2 separate regions of the Mus musculus genome follow, and region 1 is linked to region 2. The links are chromatin contacts, called in public Hi-C maps. All regions are on one chromosome and are shown on one strand. The core of a region is the stretch at or near the end of the contact, and the rest is flanking DNA. Distances in the headings are between cores, read along the strand shown.

Evidence for each region. A called contact is a pair of places that touch in the nucleus more often than the background predicts.
Region 1: a Hi-C map of liver shows a contact between it and region 2, with 5 times the contacts expected there. The contact joins two enhancer-like sites. A contact is called at or near these places in 9 of 39 promoter capture datasets (the 3T3-L1 cell line, the HPC-7 cell line, embryonic stem cells and 4 more) and 4 of 484 Hi-C or Micro-C datasets (the G1E-ER4 cell line, Th1 cells, brown adipocytes and 1 more).

What each region holds. Positions count from the first base shown.
Region 1 is chr19:55,479,420-55,483,435 of GRCm38.p6, reverse strand. All of the region lies in intron 5 of Vti1a (vesicle transport through interaction with t-SNAREs 1A), which reads right to left. Among named protein-coding and RNA genes, the nearest start is that of Vti1a, 170 kb to the right of the region's middle. Within about 2 kb of position 1,940, at least 21 of the 459 cell types and tissues checked have an H3K27ac peak or open chromatin away from gene starts, as enhancers often do. A contact at or near this core is called in liver, where this site is marked.
Region 2 is chr19:55,341,635-55,345,592 of GRCm38.p6, reverse strand. The region is part of intron 3 of Vti1a (vesicle transport through interaction with t-SNAREs 1A); the gene reads right to left. Among named protein-coding and RNA genes, the nearest start is that of Vti1a, 28 kb to the right of the region's middle. Within about 2 kb of position 2,687, at least 18 of the 459 cell types and tissues checked have an H3K27ac peak or open chromatin away from gene starts, as enhancers often do. A contact at or near this core is called in liver, where this site is marked.

The DNA.
Region 1 (4,016 bases), core at 691-3,190, 140 kb before region 2:
GTCCAGAGCAGGCAGCTCAGTTGTCTCCCTCTCTCCTACAACACTCACAGACTGACAAAAGGAAAAACAGAGATCCGAGGACTGGAGTGGGCTACTGCTGACACCTTGTGTAAATGTTCCCAGAGTCGGGGGGGGGGGGGGGGGGAGGGGCTTTAGCCTCTCTTCTAAGCACTGACTGCGCGCGCAGACACACTCCAACACTCTCTGCTTCTCGGCCACAGGATTGTCTTTTCTTTTGTCCATCTTTAATTAAAGACTCCTCATCACAGTGGAATTGTTTCCCACAAAGCTACAAGATCTCAGAGGTAAATGTCACACACTGTGTTGATTTCTACATTGTAAGACCCAGGATTCTGCCTTGGGGTCAGAAAGTTTCCTTGTGTGAGGCAGTGATGGATGCAGCGGATGTTTTGTTCATGTTGAGGTAGAGTTCAGTTACATAGCCCAGGCTAGCCCCAAATTCATAGCCTTCTGCTCAAATGTTAGGATTACAGGAGTTTATACTAGCTTTTTTTTTCCCCCCCTGGAGGGTCCATGGAAGAAAAAAGATAAATTGCTGTTCAAAGCCCACTAGTTCCCTCCATATTTTCTGTCACTATACGCAAACACTAGAGATAATTAATTTACACAGAGGAAAAGTTTGTTCAGCTTACTGTTTATGGTGTTTCCAGACTGTGACCAGACTCAGGACTTGAGTCTTCAGGTGAGGAACAGGTATGGAGCAAACTGCTTGCCGCTTGGGTGGGACATCCATCCCAGGCTCCTAGCAGGCCCTACTTCATAAAGATTCCACTGCCTCCCAACAGTGCCACCCTGCTAAAAAGCTGCCAGTCTTTGTTCATGGCTTCTATAAGACTTCAACAGCCAAGCTGGAACATTCTTGAGAAAGCACTATCATATTCCTGATTTCAAAAGTTATCATTATTTATTATTACTATTACTGTTATCATTATTGTGGAAACTTTTAGTTCCATCCAAAGGAACTGGGATTGTCACTCAGTACTGTGGCTGTTCCATAAAGAGAGATGAGGCCCATCTCCTTTCTATCAGGTTTAAGATGCTGGGTGCTCTCTTTCCCATGTATGTATGTATGTATGTATGTATGTATGTATGTATGTATATGTGTATGTAGCTAACCCTTCATCCCTTAACTGCCTAACAGGTGACTTAAGCATCAAGGAGACAAATGGCGTGACTGCTGCCCATCTTCCCTCCCTTCTGGAGCCCAGGACGAGCCGGAACCCCAGATGAATAGAGCAGCTCATCCGGCCTCACCGCAGTACTTAAAACTGCTCAACACTAAGAAGAGAAACAATAACCTCATCAAATCAAAGGACTCATTTATAAAACAAGGACTGAAAAGGCCCTGTTCAAAAGCAGTTAGCCATGTAAACACATCAGAATAACACGAACTGTAGGTTAGAGAGTTAGCCTCATAGAAACATAAGCAACATCATCTATGTATCTAATGTAAGCCTAACTTCAGTAAACAGTAAGCTGTTTTGAGATAAGAACTCTTCACTGAGGAGACATGCTTCCTGTAAAGGCAGATACCATTTCCGGTTGCAGCCATATTTAAATTCATGCAGGCAGTACTGGAAGAGGTCATAACTTGTGCCCCAGGTCACCTCTTGCAATCAGAGTGCCACCATTTCCAGGGAGCTGATGAGCCTTCAGCAGTCACTAAATTAATCATATACAAGAAATAACACCATAACCTACTTCAAATTATGGGTGCCAGTTTAGTGTTGGGGCTGCCTTGCCTTGAGAACCCAGACAAAAATAACACAGAAGGCAAACTTCCTTTTAAAACACACCACACATCCACACACACACACACACACACACACACACACACACACAAGCTCAGGAAGCTGGTGAACAGCTAGCTCAGAAGCCTTGAGAGCCGGCTGTGTGCAGCATTCTTTGAATACGAATTAGCAGTGGGTAATGGCAGCATATTTATGAGGCCTCTTGCCGGGCCCTTTCCTCCTGTGAATGCTGTATAATTCATTGCATGCGCCCTGACCCCAGTGCGCTCCTGTTCTGACAAATCATACTTGATTAAGACAAATCTTTATTAGTTAGCTAGTCAACTTCCCCATTTATCACTGGCAAATCCCATTCTCTTTCAGGTGCAGGGAAGGTGACTGAAGCCTTCACAAACAACAGCAGAGCCACCTCAGATAGTGCAGAAGAGTGAAGTATTTCTCACAGACACAGCAAATACAGCCCCAAGCTTCAGAGTCTTAGTAGATGATTAGACAAAGAATTCAATAGGGTTATAGTACACACACTGAGACTAGAACCCTCTACACATTTCACCCAAGCCAAGAAACTATTAATTGGGAAATCTATTTCATGATTATTTTTATCATCTACTAAACTTATTTTGAAAGCAAAATGCTATGGTCTTTAAAAACTGTATTATAAAGTTGGAGGCTCAAATGATGAACAATGAAGGTAAAAGGGCTTCCTAGTATACCAAGAGTTGTGGTCCTCACAATAAACAGACAATCAAACAGCAAAACTCTTTAAAATGGAGAACTGACTACGATGGGAGATGGGATGAACACAGGCCTATTGCTGACTCGTTAGTAGGGTGGGACATGGGTTTAACTTGAACCTTTTGCTTCACTCTCTGAATTTCAGTGCTGTTTACTCTAAATAACTTGATGGTTTTACAACAGCTGATCCTTTCTTGGATGTCATCCCAGAACTTCTCTCGGAACCCCAGCAAGGAAGTCATTGGTCACAAAGTTGTATACTCTGCCCCAGAACTGCCACTCAACACAGAAAACGGTGTCCTTTCAACAAGTTTCAGAAACCCTGGCCTCAGAGAGGTAGCTCAGCTCAGGCATTACCTCGCCCCTCCATGAGAGACTGAATGAGATGCTCATGTTGGACTGTCATTTCTCAAAATTTTACTCTTGGGTTTCATTCCAGTGTAGGAGAAATGTTGTTTTGGGGGTTCTCACATTACCAAATCAATCCAGATGTGTAATCTCAATGCAGAGACAATATGTCAATATTGTATAGTACTTCCACATGAGATCCTACTATATTCCACAAATGTTAATACACAAATCTATTTATTACCAATGAAGAAGCCCATTTTTCCTCCTGATATCATTAATGAAATGCCATTTAACACTATATGGTGTGGAGATAATGTTTTACCTTTCTGATGTCCGTATGTGTTAAATGGAAGCACCACTCAAAACCAGTTTGCATGTGGAGGCTGTCTGCTGTTTGCCAAAACTTCCCATTTAGAAAATGTGGATACATCTTGAGAAATGAGGTCAGAGCTTGGTAGGAGAGACTTCAAAAGAACACCTAGTGCAGCAGGGAATAGTGTGTTGATGGTTTTATAAGCAGACCGGCTCTGATTATGTGTATGGGTTCAGAGGAGATCACATCTGAACACCCCCCACACCCCCCCCTTACAGGGCTTTCATCAGGATCTTAAAGCAGTGAACAACTATCCCAAAAGTGCAAATTGCCATGGTCCTGTCGGAACACTTTTATTTATTTGGAGGGTAGGCTGGAGAGCTCTCATCCTTATAACATGTCCACAATAAAGGGAAAGTTTTGAAGTTGCCTACTACCCATTTATTTATTTATTTATTTATTTATAAAAGTTGATTAAAAAAACAAACAAACAAAAACAACTCTTCCAGAAAGGTTAAAGTACTTGCCCATGGGAGCAAAGCTTGGATCACAGGTTAGGTTAGAAATCCAAGTCCATAGAACATTCTTGACAGTCAGCAGGATAGGAGGCAGTGTGGAGATTTCAAGTAGGACAAAGTAGGGTCTGAGCATCTTGTAGCCCACACCCAAACAGGATGGAGTAACATGAAACCCCCCATTAAAACCAAGTGTAAAGCAAGATTCAAGCACTGAGTGGAAGAAAGTGTCCAGTGTGTAGGACCAGCAACAAAAGGTGCTCTCCACGGACCTGTTCGGCATCCTTGGCTTCAGAAATCCACGTCTCGCTTCCCTTTCCAGGCTTCTTG
Region 2 (3,958 bases), core at 1,438-3,937:
TTCTCAACAACTGTTTCTTAGCACAAACTGTAGTAAAAAAATGTCCCACAGAATGTGTCTGCATAAAGTGGGAAGAGGGGTGCCACCAGAAGAGGGACTTACACTCCCATCTCCCTTAGTTTCAATAACCCAGAGGACTTTGTATAGAGATGGATGCTGCAATCAGAAGATAGGATAGAAAACGAACACACACACACACACACACACACACACACACACACACACGCACGCACACGCGTGCACACACACACACGTATGTATGTATATATGTATGTTTACAGTGGCAAGGTTTTATCTAGAAAGTTCATTCACAGGGGGCTCTCAGGTAGGACTCTTACTGGATTGCTGCTTTTACATAGATGAAACGGTGATGATAGCAAACTAAGAAATAATTAAACTTGGGAAGGCCAACAGAAAGAATGGAAGCAGGCAACCTTGGGAGATAGGAAGTTAGGGGACCCTCCAGAATACACCAGAGACCTGGGAGGTGAGAGACTCTCAGGACTCAAACGAAGGGACCTTAGATGAAATGACAGACAGTAGAGAGAGGGAACTTATAGAGCCTGCCTCCAGCAGGAAGACAGGACATCAAATGAGGGATGGGGTTGCCATCCCACAGTCACAATTCTGACACATAATTGTTCCTGTCTGAAAGAATTACAGGGATGGAAATGGAGAGGAGCCTGAGGAAAAGAACGTCCAGCAACAGACCCAAAGTGGGATCCAGCTCAAGGGAAGGTCCCAAGGCCTCACACTATTACTGAGGCTATGGAGCACTCACAAAAAGGGACCTATCATGACTGCCCCCTGAAAGACCCAACAAGCAGCTGAAAGAGTCAGATACAGATATTCACGCCCAATGGACAGAAGCAGCTGACCCCTGCTGTTGAATTAGGGAAGCTGAAAGAACCTGAGGAAAGGGCGATCCTGTTGGAGGCACCAGCAGTTTCAATTAATCTGGACCCCCAAGATCTCTCAAACACTGGACCACCAAACAGACAACATACACCAGCTGATATGAGGCCCCCAACACACATACAGCAGAGGACTTCCAGGTCTGTGTTCATTCAGAGATGATGCACCTAACCCTCAAGAGACTGGAGGCCCCAGGGAGTTTAGAGGTCAGGTGGGGTGGGGGGTATAGGGGCATCCACATGGAGACAGGGGGTGGGGATTGGGAGGAGGTGTGGAATGGGGAGCAGTCAGGGGGTGGATGTGGGGGTGGGGAATGGAATATGGAGTGTAAAAAATAAATTAATCTAAAAATAAAAGAAATAATTAAACTTGGAAATGAAGTTTAAAGATACCTGCAATGCAAAACTCACATCGTCTTCTGCACAGAAAGGTTAAACTGAGAGCTGTTATGCTGTCGGTGCTGTCTACAAGAGTGTACAAATAATACCCAAAGTTGTCACCTGTACACTTATACCAAGGAGCTTAGGAAACTGTCCGTACAGTTTAAGACTCTAAGTGGCCCCTTTTATCAGATAGGAATATAGCATGTTTAACTTATTGGTTTGGTCTTAATATAAAACTTTGAAAATTATATGTCACTGTAAGTATTAATACAGTTGACAAGGACCTCAGAAAATGTCAAAAAGTCATTGACATGGCTGTATTTCTCAGCTCTTCTCTGGCAATGAACATGTCACGTTATTTCCTACCTGTGACTTTTCTAAGAACTTAGATTCAGTGGAGCATTACAGAAACTTCATTCTTTTTAAAGTGCTTCTTAGATTTCTTAATTGTATTATTTATGTTGTAAATATTTTGCCTGCACGTATGTGTGAAAATGCTTAGTACCTACATAGGTCAGAAGAGGGCACTGGATCCCTTGGAACTGAAGCTGTGGGTGGCTGTGAACCACCACATGGGTATTAGGAATCGAACCTGTGTCCTCTCCAAGAGTAACAGGTGCTCTCAACTCCTGAATCATCTTTCCAGCTCCGACCGTCATATTATTTCCCTGGTCTGAAAAACTTAAAAGCAATCAGTAGGGAGGAAACACCCATTGTAACACAATGTCTTGTTTTGTTCCACTACTGTTTAATAGAAATCGTGTTCAAAGGGCAACTCAAGCTAGATATGATCTCCTGACTGGAAATCTTAGCCGTCCCCTTGTTTGTACCTGTCACTGGCTGGCTGGTTAATCACGGGCTGCACCACCCACACTGCACCACTGGTTATTCATTGCTTACTAAGTGACGGTAAGACACAGAGCAGGAGGCGCAGTCTTGTTGTGAAGACCCCAAAACTGTTCGGAGTAATAAGACATAAGTGAGTGAAAGGTAGACCCATCTAGGCTGGCACAGGAACGGCCTGTGAGTTAGCACAGGTTACAGATATAAGAATCAAGGTGAATGAAGACCTAAGAAAATCTATCATGACAGGAAAGAGAATTAGAAACGACTCCACAAAGGAGGTGAATAATGGTCTAGGGATTGTGAAAATGGAGACATATCAATATGAGATTAATAGATTAAGTTGAGCCAAAGGTTCCAAAGCATACTAATTATCTAAACGAATGCAGAGCAGTGCCAAAGCTACAGGAAAACTACCAGCAACCTTGAAAGACCAAGCACTCCACTGTCGGCACTGTTAGGCATGGAGCTCGCTGCCCTTACAGAGCATGGAGATTGGCCCTGCATCTGAGCTGAAGACACAGAGGGACAGTGAAGTGCCCAGCAGCACTCAGCTGATTCACAGCCAGAACGCCAGTGTCCGTCCACAGTGTCACACTGCCTCTCGTGGCTCACGGCTTGTATGAAATAAACACAGGCTGGTTAAGGGTTATCTTTCAACTCTATAGCCTGGCTCTAAGAGAGTCATAGATAGATGCTACAGAGAGGGAGGACTTCATACTTTAAAGCCCACTAAGAAACATCCGGAATATCCACGGTCCTTCTTCTGCTGGTCACAACTGCAGGCAAAGGTTGCCTGCTGGCAGAGACTTGGGTATTGGTAAACACTGCACACGGCACAGCACAGCACCGCCCTCCAGAAAGAACGGTCGACTCAAAGTCTCAACAGGCCTGAGGTTGAGGAGCTAAACTCAAGAGAATGTCTATTACTACAGGTGAGAGAGAGAGAGAGAGAGAGAGAGAGAGAGATCAATCGATCATGCCTCTTTCTGCCCTGAAAGAGAACCATCCTAGACCTACCAAAGCATTAGGCACCCAGGCAGGAATGCATTCAATATCCAGTTTACAGGACAGAGTACAAGCCAACAGCTGAGCTAGCCTTCCCCACCAGGTAGGTCTGACTGTCCATCTGCACGTGACAGTGGTGCTGAGGGAGACTGAGTCTTTATACCTTTTTTTTTTTTTTTGAGAACTGATAAAATTCTTTAGGCAAATTTGTACCTAATGACAACACCCATCCATACTTGGAGAAAATTCTTAAAGCTGCATGGATCCCATGAGGCCCAGGAAACATGAGCTAGAGCAAGAGCAGGCAGGCTGCCAAACATACACCGACACACCGGCACCCCAGGCTGGGGTTATGGCATGCTCACTCTATGAACGCTATCCTCTTCTCTAAGGCCCCTGCACAGAGTCCTACTGTGTTCCTCAATTCTCCCACCTATGATTGGCACCTCTTGCCACTTGCCTGTAACAGTTGCCGGGCCCCATTCATGACAGAACTGGAAAAGACAAAATGTCTTGATTTGCTGGCTGGGTAAGGAGGATGCAGAAGGACGCTACACTTTAGTTCAGAATTTGAGATGTTACCTATGGAAAGAGGTTTTGCAGAGACAGTGTGAAAAGCAAATCCAGTTTCCAAAGACCCCATCCAGAGCACCAGGCAGCCAGCTTCTAGCAGCCTTGTGCTCAGGAAGATGCTCTGAGATGCAGGGCACACTTCTGACTATGCTATATTTATAAACTGCTCAGGGAGAAAAGTCAACTTTTAATGCAAAGAGAATATCCTTGGATGGATTTGGTCTTGGAAATTTCTC